3 separate regions of the Mus musculus genome follow, and regions 1 and 3 are each linked to region 2. Evidence: chromatin contacts called from public HiChIP or PLAC-seq and promoter capture Hi-C data. All regions are on one chromosome and are shown on one strand. Each heading gives the region's core, a stretch centred on a gene start, on an enhancer-like site or on the middle of the called end of the contact. The rest is flanking DNA. Distances are from core to core; before and after follow the strand shown.

Evidence for each region. Promoter capture Hi-C pulls out the DNA fragments that hold promoters and counts their contacts. HiChIP or PLAC-seq counts read pairs in DNA pulled down with a chosen protein or histone mark.
Region 1: a BATF HiChIP or PLAC-seq map of CD8 T cells shows a contact between it and region 2, with 6 read pairs. The contact joins the enhancer-like site here to the promoter of Fbxo43 in region 2. A contact is called at or near these places in 9 of 39 promoter capture datasets (the 3T3-L1 cell line, embryonic stem cells, hematopoietic stem and progenitor cells and 4 more), 1 of 484 Hi-C or Micro-C datasets (memory CD8 T cells), 4 of 115 datasets of contacts at active chromatin or transcription factors (CD8 T cells, bone marrow-derived macrophages, craniofacial prominence and 1 more) and 4 of 9 other capture datasets (adipose tissue, liver, macrophages and 1 more).
Region 3: a contact with region 2 is called in a promoter capture Hi-C map of liver, with 2.9 times the contacts expected there. The contact joins the enhancer-like site here to the promoter of Fbxo43 in region 2. A contact is called at or near these places in 11 of 39 promoter capture datasets (the 3T3-L1 cell line, cranial neural crest, embryonic stem cells and 6 more), 3 of 484 Hi-C or Micro-C datasets (liver, olfactory sensory neurons and uterus), 3 of 115 datasets of contacts at active chromatin or transcription factors (bone marrow-derived macrophages, embryonic stem cells and fetal liver) and 2 of 9 other capture datasets (adipose tissue and liver).

What each region holds. Positions count from the first base shown.
Region 1 is chr15:36,392,151-36,396,528 of GRCm38.p6, forward strand. No RefSeq gene overlaps it. Among named protein-coding and RNA genes, the nearest start is that of Gm34150, 20 kb to the left of the region's middle. Within about 2 kb of position 2,976, at least 54 of the 459 cell types and tissues checked have an H3K27ac peak or open chromatin away from gene starts, as enhancers often do. A contact at or near this core is called in CD8 T cells, liver, memory CD8 T cells and 1 more, where this site is marked.
Region 2 is chr15:36,163,532-36,167,870 of GRCm38.p6, forward strand. It overlaps Fbxo43 (F-box protein 43), which reads right to left and starts at 1,330. Exons shown (of 5, transcript NM_001081253.2): 1 at 939-1,330.
Region 3 is chr15:36,418,200-36,422,144 of GRCm38.p6, forward strand. No RefSeq gene overlaps it. Among named protein-coding and RNA genes, the nearest start is that of Gm34316, 36 kb to the right of the region's middle. Within about 2 kb of position 2,127, at least 13 of the 459 cell types and tissues checked have an H3K27ac peak or open chromatin away from gene starts, as enhancers often do. A contact at or near this core is called in liver, where this site is marked.

The sequences.
Region 1 (4,378 bases), core at 1,726-4,225, 230 kb after region 2:
TGACTGTCCCATTGCCACCACCACCACTACAACTGCCCCATTACCACCACCACCACCACCACCACCACCATGACTGTCCCATTACCATCACCACCACCATCACCACCATGACTGTCCCATTACCACCACCACCATGACTGTCTCCATTACCACTAATCACTATGACTACCATTGTCATTACTATCATCATCAATTATAAATCCCTCTTCAGTTTAACACTGAGCATGCAAAGGACATATAATTAACACTATTTCAGGATGGCTATCTGATCTACTGTAGACAAGGGTAGGAGATTGGGCTTAGAAGCTATATTCTGACTGAGACCCTCCACTATCTGTATATTACCCCAGAAGTCACTTAAGGTACCAGCCTTGTTTGGCCATCTGTAGGGTAGAAGAATTAGATTTCAAAATATCCATAGCTCTCAAACACTTCTCAATGCCAAGCAAAGAGAAGCTGAGACTCTGGGTTTCTGTGAAATGGGTGTTGAGAGGCTCAATTCCAGTTTTAGCTGGATCTGTCTCCCCACCTTCTGCTTCACCCTAGCCATGTCATTCTCCATGTTGGGCCAGATGAACTTTTCAAATAAAAAGTGGATTTTATCACCCAGCCTGTTAAACTCTCTGTGCCTTCTCATTGTTTTCAGGATGAGAGCTGAACTCTACAGTACAGCATGCTGTCTATAGGCCCCATAGTCATGGAATACTAAAGAATGGTCATATCCCTCCTGGACACAGAGATTGAGCCAAGCTACATTTCTTTAGCAGATAGAACGTTATCTCTGTGTTAAAATAAAGCCAAGAAGACCAAGAAACACCATGGAATACAACTATAATAAGTTTAAAAACCCAACTAAATTTTTTGTACATAGTATGACTCTAAAAAAGTTAAGATAGGATGTTGTTTATGTAAAAAGAAACAATACTGTTATGGATATACTAACTGGTCAATATATATCAACCTAGTAATTGATTTTAACAGTTTTCCAACTTCATGCTTTTTTCCATACTTTGCTCTTTTTTTTTTCTTTAATCAGAAGGAAAACAAAAACAAAAACAAACAAACAAACAAAACCCTGGACTGGGAGGCGGAGCTATGGAATTATCTCAGTGTCCCCAAGCCTGGTGGCTGTTCAGTTCCTGAAGCTCCGTATCGGAAAGAGCAGAGCTGAGTCCAGTGGGTTGTCCTTGGGCTTCCACACATGTGGGCACATAGTCAAAATATTGTGAAAATTTCTTTTAATAAGTGAATAAAGTCGGGCTGGGATTACCTTTCCATGGTAGAGATGTATGTAAACCCACTTGCTTAGGAGACTAGAAAATCAGTTAAGACAAAAAGTAAATCTATCTCAAAACCAAAACAAACCAAACCAAACCAAACCAAACCAAACCAAAACAAAACAAAACAAAACAAAACAAAACAAAACAAAACAAAACAACAAACCTGTAGCAGTGAGTTTAGCTACACTGCTTTGACCTCTGGTAGGTGTACAAGGCGCTCTCTGGATTCATGAATGGAACACACATACACACACCCCAGTTAGTTTTAAAATTCCTTGGCTACCTCAAAGGCTGGGTACTCCTAAGCCTACCCTGCTACCCAAGACCCACTCAGGGAAGTGTCCGGTGGCCACTCACTCAAATTTTTACATGGCTGGTTAGTTTTCTCTCCTCTCTCCCTCATCCTAGCCTACCCCGTCTCCCTTTGCCCAGCTCTTGGCTGCTGGCATCTTTATTGATCAATCAAAAACCAACTGGGGACAAGGACCTTCAGCATTTGGACATACAGATTCCCCATGAAATTAAAGCGTTAGAACCAATCTCCAACAAAAATCCAAAATCTCAGAAAAAACAATACCAAACACTGCAAATCCTCTTGTATTTGAGCATACCTGAGAAATTGAAAGCATTGTGAAAATCTGGTCCCCAGAGTGCCCCAGACAGGTGAGCAGGTTCACTGCCCTCTGGCTCCTGAGGTTTTTTCCTACCTGCTCTTACAAGCATTTTCATGGTGATCATTCCTATTTGTTCATTTGCTCGTGTGTTCTGTGGGACTCAGGCTTTAATCTAGAACTGCAGGCAGGCCAGACAGGCAGGCAGGCCAGTGCTCAGCACAAGCTACACCTGCACCTCTGAGGTTTGCATTTTTTACCTCAAATAGAAGACTCCTCTCCTGCTTTCAAGGGTCACATGGTGAAAAGTTTGAATGGATCAGAGAAGAGGAAACACTTCTCAAGAGAAGGTGTACTAATTTATATTCTATTGGTATGATAAGCACCATGACAAAAAGCAATTTGGGGAGGAAAGGATTTATTCAGCTTACACTTCTACATCTTTGAGAGAACCCAGAGCAGGAACTCGAGGCAGGAACCTGGAGACAGGAACCAAAGCAGAGGCCATGAAGGAATACTACCTACTGGCTTGTTCCTCTGGCTTGCTCAATTTGCTTTTGTATACATCCCAGGGCTAACTGCCCAGAGGCATCACTCATGGTGGGCTGGGTCTTTCCATTTCACTCATAAATTAAGAAAATGCCTCACAGACTTGCCCACATGCCAATCTGATGGAGGCATTTTCTTTCTTCTCAGATGACTCCAGATTGTATGAAGTTGATCAAAAGATGCTAACAAGCACACGGGCTAGTTGTCTCTTCATTTCTTTCCTCATCTCTCAGATTCTAACTTGAGAACTCCAGACACACCACAAAGCATTGGTTAAGGATCCCCTCAAACACCCAAATGTTAAAAGGTCCTAACTGTCTTCACATGCCTTCTTCTTGAGGCTTCTTGCTTGGTGGTCCCGTGGCTCTTGAGGCCAAAGGGATGAAAAGTGAACATGTGTCCACAGCTGGATAACTGGGGACATGAGTCAAGAGTGCTGAGTACATTCTTCTGTGTCCACAAAGATGGTTTCATCAGCATTAGAATCTGGTTGGGGAACATTTGTACAAACCCAGACTGATCCAAGCCACAGGGCTTGCCCAACCAATTGTGCAACACTGAGTATTCGTTCAATGCTGATCATACCTGTGGGTCAGCTATCAGAGCTCAGTGGTTCCCACAATAACAAGACTCCTTCTGATGACAAAAATCCCTTTCTCTCAGAAGAGTAGCAAGTAGTAAGCCCTAGGGAGTCAGGTGATTGTTTCTTTGTTTCTTTGGGTTTTTTGTTTGTTTGTTTTTGTTTGTTTTGTTTGTTTGTTTTTTAGTATAGAATAGAGTTTATTCAGGGCATATGGAGGGAAGTTAAGAGGGTAGTAGAGGCAGAGAAAGGCAGAGAGAATAGAGAAGAGTAATAGAGGCTGGCCATGAGCACGTGGCGAGAGAGGGGGAAGGGAATGGAGAGAGAAGGTGGAAGGGAAAGCAAGAACAAGAGAAACCAAGAGAGCAGGAGCAGAAGTCAGTTTTTGAGGAGCGGCAGAAAAGTTTCTAGGCAAAGGCCAGGGAGAGGATGGCATTCCAGGAGAGGAAGAGTGTGAGAGCAGCCCTTACTGCCGTTTAACTGTCCTTCGATCCCAGCGCCTGGCAGGCAGCAGCAGGGGGATAGTGAGTTCCAGTCAGTCTTGGTCCTATAGAGAGTACTCCCAACAGAAGGGAGGGGAGCTGAGCTTTCTGCACCGAAGTCTATAATCACCTAGAGGGAGGGCCGGGCCAGAGTGGTTTCCCTTTCGGTCATAACATTTGCATAATTGACAACCTGTCCTGTTTTCCACTTCTTGACCACCTTCTGAGAGTGGTTAATGAGAACCAATCACAGGTCTAGGTTACTCACAAGTCAGCCCCCAATCTCATGCCATCAGAACTGGTCTGTGTTCCATTTCCATAAGAAAGGAAGATGAACTTTGAGCGATAAAGCCAAAAAGCTCATTCCACTGTCTGTCTCCTCTTGATATTATCTGGCAGGTTTTTTTGGGTCTTGTCCACTAAAAAATCTCAGTTTCCTCTAAATCTCTGAAATCTCACCACACGGCCACTGCACTGAATCTTTTGAATTATGGAAGCTTTAATGCAACAAAGCAGTCACTTCTTGCTCACACACTGAGTCATATACTACAAGGCAGCTCTGTGATACACCAAGAAATTTCTACTCTCTTCTCCCACAAACACACCCACCCACACTTTTCCCCTGGCCTCCTGACATCAACACACACATCAGATCATCAGATTTCCCCTCAAAACACCAGCTTCCACCTGCCACTGTGGGACTTCTTAAGTCACCATGTCAACTCGCCCATTTCCTGCTCTGGCTTGTAAAGGGCCAGCACCTGATGCTCTGTTTGTTCTGTAAAAGTTAAATGTCACCCTCTGATGTTTGCTGACTTTGAAGTCCCTTGGCCACAGTACATGGCAAAAGTTGCCTGTCTCCAACAGGTTCCTCCT
Region 2 (4,339 bases), core at 80-2,579:
GAGCTTTTGCACTGCTCTCACCAGATACCCAGGCTCGGTTCCCAGCTCACATCCTCATGTTCAATAGTGTCTCTATGTATGTCTCTATGGGCACTGTACTCATGCACATACACAGACATACATAATTAAAAATAAATCAGAAAAAAACCACTATGTTTTTTCTTTTTAACATTTATTTGTGGGTGACACACATGCAAACATAGCATGCCATAGAAGTCATTTCTCTCGTTCGGCCACATGGACTTAGACATGTATGGTATGTAAGTTAAATATGTAGTTTAAATATTACAAAATAACCTGCTACAAAAACCACAAGATCCGAGGCTCACTGCTATAAAGCAAAGTGATTTTTAAGCCTCTTCCGCTTTTGGGCAGTTTTGACTTCTGATCCCCTGTGCTTATGACTAACTTCTGCGCATGCCTGGTAGGACAAGATGATTAAGCTCTGCTTTCTACAAATTGCTCCAAATAGTAAGTTACAATGTTTCCTCTCATAAATCACTTTCTCCTGAAAAAATATTAATTCAATCAATTTGCGAAAGTTAGAGCATGTGCATTTACTGTATTGTATTGAATTTTATTCCATGTGAAATTTATTCTAAAAGTGACCTGTTCTGCCACTTCACCACTAGGTGCCTCACCAGCATAAGATTTGGGAAATGGAAGCTAAAAACCGTTGGGAATAAAGTAGGAGCCCTGATACACGCTCCCTACTTGGGAAAACCAGAGACTCTGTCGCTGCCTTCATCCTCATCTTGCTTATACACCAAAATGCCTGCTTCAAACTTTGAAAATTATTCATGCAACCACAGGCTGATGAATCAAACAAACCTTTTGATGGCAAAAAAAAAAAAAAGTTCTGATAAATCACTCAGAACTCCTATCTACAAAGACTTACGCAAAATAAAAAAAAATAAAAATAAAAAAAAAAGACTTACGCCCTATACAAGTCAGAAAACTGCTTCGTTAAACCGATGCTCTCATTAAAGTGGAATATCTTACCACCAGTCAACCTTGAGTTCTTAAGACATGTCAAAGTAAGGTAGGCTTCCAAACAACAAAGTCTGTCATCTTTGCCTTTAAAGTTCATGCCGAGGTACCACCACTTAAGAGAAAAACCTCAACAATTAACGGAGCCCGGAGCAGCGCCGGGACGGCTTCAGGAGGGGCAGCGGCTGGGAAGGTCAAGTCGCTCGGAATCTCTCCGCCCCGCAGCAGCCGCACTCTCCGGCCTCTCTCCAGCCAGTCTTGGACCTGGGGGAATCTCCCGACTAGAGACCAGAGATGCCCCCCCACCGGAGCTGCCGAGCCGTCTGCTGCGGGCGGGACTAACGGTCGTCACCCGGACGTGCGGGCGGGCGTGCGGGCGGGAGACGCCCCTGGGAGGAGGGCGGAGCGGCTGCGGGCCGGCGCACCTGGGCCGCGCCGCCCACCTGAGCCGGGAGCCTCGGCCGAGCCCGCCCCTGCCACCTTTCCCCGCCCAGGGCACCACCCTCCCCACCTTCCGTCTGAGCGCTCGCCCCGCCTCCCCGCCCTCATCCCTTCGCAGCTCCGCCCTGCTCCATCCAGCTCTCTGTTGGTCCCTGCATCACTGCGTGCGACCAGACTGGAGGGACGCATCGGTTAGAAAACCTGCAGTGCCAGGCATCATCCCTGGAAGTGTTTCGCCCGATGTACAAAGTCAAAGAATCCTATCAACAGCTTTGGATAGTAAAGGCGTAAATACAGCATAAGGACGGAGAGGTTGACTTCCTAACTATTTGATTTTGGGTTAAGAGAGTGGCAGTGGTCCCTGGGAGTCCACTTGAACTTGTTAGGTAGCCAAGACTGTCCTGGAACTCCTGATTTTCCTGCCTTCATCTTCCAATGGCTAGGATTACAGGAGTGCCCCAATAAACCCAGCAACACCCCCCAACTTTGGTTTTGGTTTTGTGTGTGTGTGTGTGTGTGTGTGTGTGTGTGTGTGTGTGTGTGTGTGTGTGTGTTTAAGACCGTGTCACATGAAGTCCAGGCTGGACTTGAACTCCCGATCCTCCTCATTCCACCTTCCAAGTTCTGGCGTGTGCCACCACACCTGGTTAATGATTTTTTTTAAAAATAGTTTATGATTTTGCCCTCGTTTCTACAGTGAACAAATATATAAATTTTGTGAATAGACAAAAAAGAAAAAAGTTGTGAGTCACACCTCTATAGTCTCTGCAGTCAGGAGGCAGAGGATCTCCATAGAGACCAGCCATGTCTACATACCAAGTTTCAGGTCAGCCTAAGCTACATAGCCACTGACCTGAAAAAAAAAAAAAAAAAACCAACAAAACAAAAGTTATGAATAAATGAGTGACTGTGTTTATTGGTTTCAGACATTCCTTTTTAGGGATCAGAAACAGCCAAGAACCTATCACACCAAATACATTTAAAGTCTTGGCTTTCATTCAGTGTTCCAAGAATGCACAGCCTGACCCCCATCGCCTGTCTAGCTGGTCTTCTCCGAGCAGAGACTCTTTTCTTCCTGGGACCACTGCAACAAGACATTCCACCTAGGCAGTGTTCAAAGTTTTATCTTCTCCAAATTGACACAGGTCTCAATCAGAACCTCAGCTGCCACCTTTAAGCTAGTAACAACCACTACCCTCTTCTCTGAGGATTCTCCTTAGCGTTGACAAATAGGCTTAAAATACCCAAACTCAAAAGTAAGCTCAAGCTACATGCTATTCATGCAAAGATGAACAGGGCACAGTTTCTTAATGAGGCTTGTTTATAAACAGGTGAGAGTGCCCTCACTCCCTAGGGCACTGGGCAGGTGCTAACCATTAAACCAGTTAGAATTTGACAGCTCAGCTGATAAGGGCACTTGCTACTCTTTCAAAGGACCTGAGTTTTGTTCCCAGCACCCTTACCACACTGCTTACAACTGCCCAGAACTGCAACTTTGGGAATTGACACCCTTTTCTGACCTCTGCAGGCACTCGCACACACATGGCATATATTCACAAAGATACACATTTAAAAATGTTTAAAACCACTGTGTTTGTGTAATCTCTGATAGTGAGCACTCCCCATGTTCATTTTCCTGTAGATAAAGATTCCTGAGGAGGTTGACTCCCTAGTTAGAAGCTACTGCACTCTTCCTTGCTGCCCTGATAGGCTGTCACATTCACGTCTTTACCAGCATCTACACAACCACCTCATCCAGTATCATTCCTAGGTTTATTTCCCCTGCACTTTTTGCTATCCCAAGCCTTAATGAACTCTCATTGACCCTCAAACCACTTCCATTTAAGCCAGGGGAGTAGTGCCCCCCAACCAGAGACCTAACAGAGACTCCTTTGACTGGATCTAAACGCGTAATACTGTGTTGGCATTACATACCCTTCCTCTGGCTATATGAGCAGGGTATTTGATTTTATTTGGTGGGATGCCTAGGAAACACTCTGTTACGATGCTCTCCTGCTCTTGTAATGGGAAAAAGCTCAATAAAAGTCCTCTTGTCTGCTTCTAACGTTTATTCATTTATTTATATATTTTTTAGATTCTTTGTGTGTGTGTGTGTGTGTGTGTGTGTGTGTGCGTGTGCGCTCTCGAGAGCATAGGACAGTCATAGTAAAACCCAACAGTGTCTGTTCTCTTTTGATTGTGTGGGTTTCAAAGACTAAGCTTGGCTTCTTAGGCCTGGTGACAAGCACCTGTACCTACTGAGCCATCTCACTCATCCCTTGCCTGCTTTGAGGAATGCAGCTGATAGGAGGAAATTGATATGCAGCAAGAAGCAGCAGAGATGGCCGAGCAGCTAAGCAGCATGGCAAGGTGGCTGACTGCTTGGCAGCTAGAGAAGGGTCAGCTGAAGATTTCCAGAGCACAGCAGGAGCAGGACAATATGAGTGGGAGGTAGAGACGGTGAGGAGAGGCTGGAAGGATACAGTAAGGCTGTGCAGGCCCTGGTGGCTGAAGAGTTCTAGAGAGCTGTCAAGATTGATTTATCTGAATCAATCAAAAGCAGATTTATTACTTAAAAAATAATCTTTATCCAAGAGTGGTGGTACATACCTTTAATCCAGGTATTTGGGAGGCAGAGGCAAACACAGATCTCTTGTGAATTTGAGGCCAGCCTGATCTACACAGTGAGTTCCAGGCCAGACATAGCTATATATTCAGAGTTCATATAGGTGGTGGTAATGATGATGCACCTGGATCCTGAGAATCGTAGCCCACCTTTGGGGGCTAAGGAGTCCAGACTTCCACATCCTACAACCAAGTCTAATATTTGTGGAGCTTATTGATGGCCATAGAGCAAAGCGTGAGGCTATGCAAGGCCTGTAGGAGAACTAACACTAGATGGCACCAC
Region 3 (3,945 bases), core at 877-3,376, 260 kb after region 2:
CACATCAGTCCTGGAGACAAGGAACGAGCCCTCCCCTTCCTCTCACTTCCTCTGACATTTCTGCTGCCAACATGACGCCCTGACTTTTCCTTCTAGAATAAAATTCTGTATCTGTTGTCATTGGAGGGAACACAAAGACTGAAATCACTGAACAACCATCATAGAGGTTCTATTACCAGGGAAATGGGGTCCTCTCTTGAAGTTCTTAGTCTCATGATTAAAAGAATTTTAAATGTGGGCTATAAGTGGAGGCTTAAGGACAATTGGGTTAATTTAAAAGCAAAATCTCAGGGCAGGGATGTTATAAATCTTGACAGCTACTTGGAGGAGGAAAATGAAGAAAAGATGGAAAAAAGTCATAAGTTTGAGTTAAGTGGCATGGAGGTCAGCCACACAGCAAACAAGAAGGCCTATGGCACAGAGGGGAACCTTAGAGAAACTAAAAGTACCAAAAAATAAAACACACGTGGACTCTGACTGGCAACTGAAAAACAGATGGAAAAGAAAAAGGAATAGGGACAGAAAGGTGGGCAGACCCAACAGAATTGCACAGCAGCTTGTAGATACTTCGGGAGCAGAGGGGATTCTGGGAAAGAGAAGTATATTATCTTATTGAAAGAACAGTTATTCCTACCAACTCTTTAGCATGGTTTAAGATGGGCCCATCTTCCTGGGTGGCAGTAAAGGTAATTGACCTGTCCAACTGGATTAACTTTTACTGCAAAAGACAATGGCTTCTCTCCACCTGAAGGTGGATTCCATTCCTTACTATGACCACTCCCTACTGAAAAGGTAAACCTAAAATCATTTAAGAGATGGGGTGAAATTGGAACTTAATAGAACTCATGTTTTATGAAAATCAAGAGGGAGATCCAGCTCCAAAGATTTTTACCCGAATGACTGATGTCTGCACTGGAGTTCCAGTCCCCACCTTCACACAGAGCCTCTAGGCAAGGGTGCTCATTTAGGCAGAGACAAGAAACCAGAGCATTTGAGCCAAGGACAGCTCTGGAACTGCGGTTCTCAGCGCACCTCTCCTTGAGCTGCCTGTCGGGTTTCTATCTCTGGGTCTCTATGTGAGTGGAGTGTAACGTGAGATTTGTGCTGTAAATTTTTTGGGATAGCATTTGAAATGTAAATGAAGAAAATACCTAATAAAAATTGAAAAAAGGAAAAAAAAATGAAGGTAAGAAGGGATGGCACTTACTCCTAATCTTGACATTTTCAAGTGAGTTGCTGCTTCCAGGAGTTTGACATCCCGGGGGATTTCCTCCTTCCTGTGACTGCCAGCATTTAACAGGGACCAGCTAGCAAGAAGGCTGGTGCATACCCGTGTCCCAGCAACACAGTGGAGAGAGGGGGTCAAAGCTGAGAAGTGCTGGCCTACTAGCCACCAACTAACACGCTCTGCCTCTTGGTTTCAACCTCGCACAACCCTGAGAGTTTGAGCCAGCACTGTTGAAGCCTCCCTTTACTCTGCTCGGTGTCTTGCTGAGGTCCTGGGAAAGTAGGCTGGGCTTCCCAAATCTTCTGAGTACCATCCTGTACCTTGTCCCTTAGGTCACGGCTTAGGAGGCAGCTGCCCACTCAAGGGAGCCATGGGCGGGCGGGCCTGATGAATCAAAGCATTGGGAAAACGGGACACGTTCAGCAAACTTAGCATGCACAGACAGCTGGGCCAACCTCTGGCTCACTGCCTCTTCTATCTCGCACAAACAATTCCATTCGTGGAGAGTTTCTACTATTGCTGGAGATCTGCAGGGTACCTGGAATGTTCTGGGTACTGCCCTTTCCAGAGAATGGATTAGCAGAAATTCCCTTACTTTCTGTCACCAGGAGTTATCTGACTTTCTGGCACAAAGATAGCATTGGCTGGGTTTCTTGCTCTCGCTTGCACACAGGAAAGGTATGCGGAATGCAGGTGAGAGATACAAGCCAAGAGCACAGCGTTTTCCCAGTGCCACATGGTGCCCAGAGCCCTGCTCTCGACCGAGCTGCCTCTGTCTTTGCTTCACAAAAGCAGCTTGCCTGACGGACCTTCGACTTAGAAGACAAGATGACCTTGGGCTGGCCAGCCATTTCACATATTGATCTTCTACTTGTGGCTAGAACATTTTATACTTTGGTCTGCCTGCTTCCAGCTTACACAACCAAGCTAATTTCTGACTCCTGGGGTTTGGCCAGGATGACAGTGTTAGGGATAGAAACTCAAACAAATATAGGGGTTTTTATGATGAACCCCACCCTACCCCCACCCCAGTCTGAGTGCCAACATTCTTAAGCAACTGCTGGAGGAGTCAGGTCCAGATGGCAGGCTGTCCTGTGGGCTTGGAATCCCCCCTGGAGGTTCCCTGGGCCTCCCTGTGTGAGCATCTCTGATCAGGAACTGAAGAGAGAAGTGTCTTAGGGATGGCTCCATTGGAGTTGGGGCTGGGTGACCTCAGGAACCTGCCTTGGATGCATCTGGGGAAGAAAAGCTGTTACCTGAAAAGGGGCTTTTTGTGGGGCTCTGTTCTAGACCTCATGGAAACTTACTTTTGAGATCTAGAGGTCTTAGCAGGAGGAAAGCCTGCTCCACATGGGTGGTTTCCTTGTGGGCTACAGAAGGCGACTGCCAAGGTCTAGGCTGCAGGTGGCCAAGGAGACGGAGCTGGAGGTGAGACTTCCATAGCAGTTCCTCAGGCCCTGGGGTGGTCTAACTGTTGTCATCCTCACAGACCCCTGCAGGTCTGCACCATGATCTACGCATATCTGGAGTGTGAATGAAGGTTGGGCATGCTTCCACTAGGACTCAGAGCTGCAGGTGTAGAAATGCTTACATCCCAGGCAGGGATGTTACTGTCCAGCTGTAACATTCATTTACATAAATGCAGCTACTACAATGTATTGCTGTAACTTGGGTTGGGTGCCAGGCCCTGGGGACAGAACTAGAAGAGCCTGGCATTACCTTTGATATGGGCAGGGAGTGGGGACAAAGCAAACATAACGACAATGCAGTATGAAGAGGATGATGTCTTGCTCTGTACAGTATGGGCCATGTTCTAAGAGAGGACTACCTAAATCAGACACACAAGACCAACAATAGCTTTGTGGAGGGAAGACAGGGAAGCCGAGATCTGGTGCTGTTTAAACCCTGGATACCCACCCAGTTTGTCCGTGCAGTTTCTTCTTGTCTCTGTCCAGCTTTGAACACGTGCCACTCTGTGAACCTCTCTTGTTGACCCCTTTTCTGTCTACCTTCCGCACCAAGTCTCTTGTTTTTCAATATCTTATTTTAGAGCATTGACTCTGAGCTAGGATCTCTACAAAGATTGTCTCATACCAACCCTATGAGATGGTGGTGCCAGACTGCCAGCGTTCAAACTCCAGCTGAGCCACTGCCAGCTTTGAGAGTTTGGGCAAGCAAGTTAAAAAACTGTCAGAGTGAGGCTGGAGTAAGTTAGCATCTGAGTGTGCTCAGAACGGATCCCGCCATGGTCTGGTACTATGTGAGTGTTAGCTGATAGTGGGCAACTTCCCGCTACGGTGGGATAGGGGTTGTCCCCAGCAAAACTCACATTGAGTCTTCATTTCCCTGTACTGCAGTGTCAGGAGGCGAGGCCTTTAGGAGGCATCTGAGGCATGAGGGATTTACCTCTGTGTATACATTCATGCCTTTCTTGAGAGATGAGGTTCGGTCTCTTGGGAATGAGCTGGGTCTCGTGAGACTGAATAAGCTTCTGTGAGACTCGCTGTCCTACAGCAAGGCTGCTTGCCCAAGTACTCTTCCTTATTGCTCTAATGTGGGATCCTACTACGTGGTGTTATGTCATAGCAAGCAGTCCACCTCAGGTGCAGGAGCCTATCCTGGAGCAGAGTCTCCCTTTCATGGCATTTCAGCCTTCCACTTGCCCCTTCATCCTGACCTACAATGTCCTGTCACCCTAGCCTTAGCTGTGTCCCACT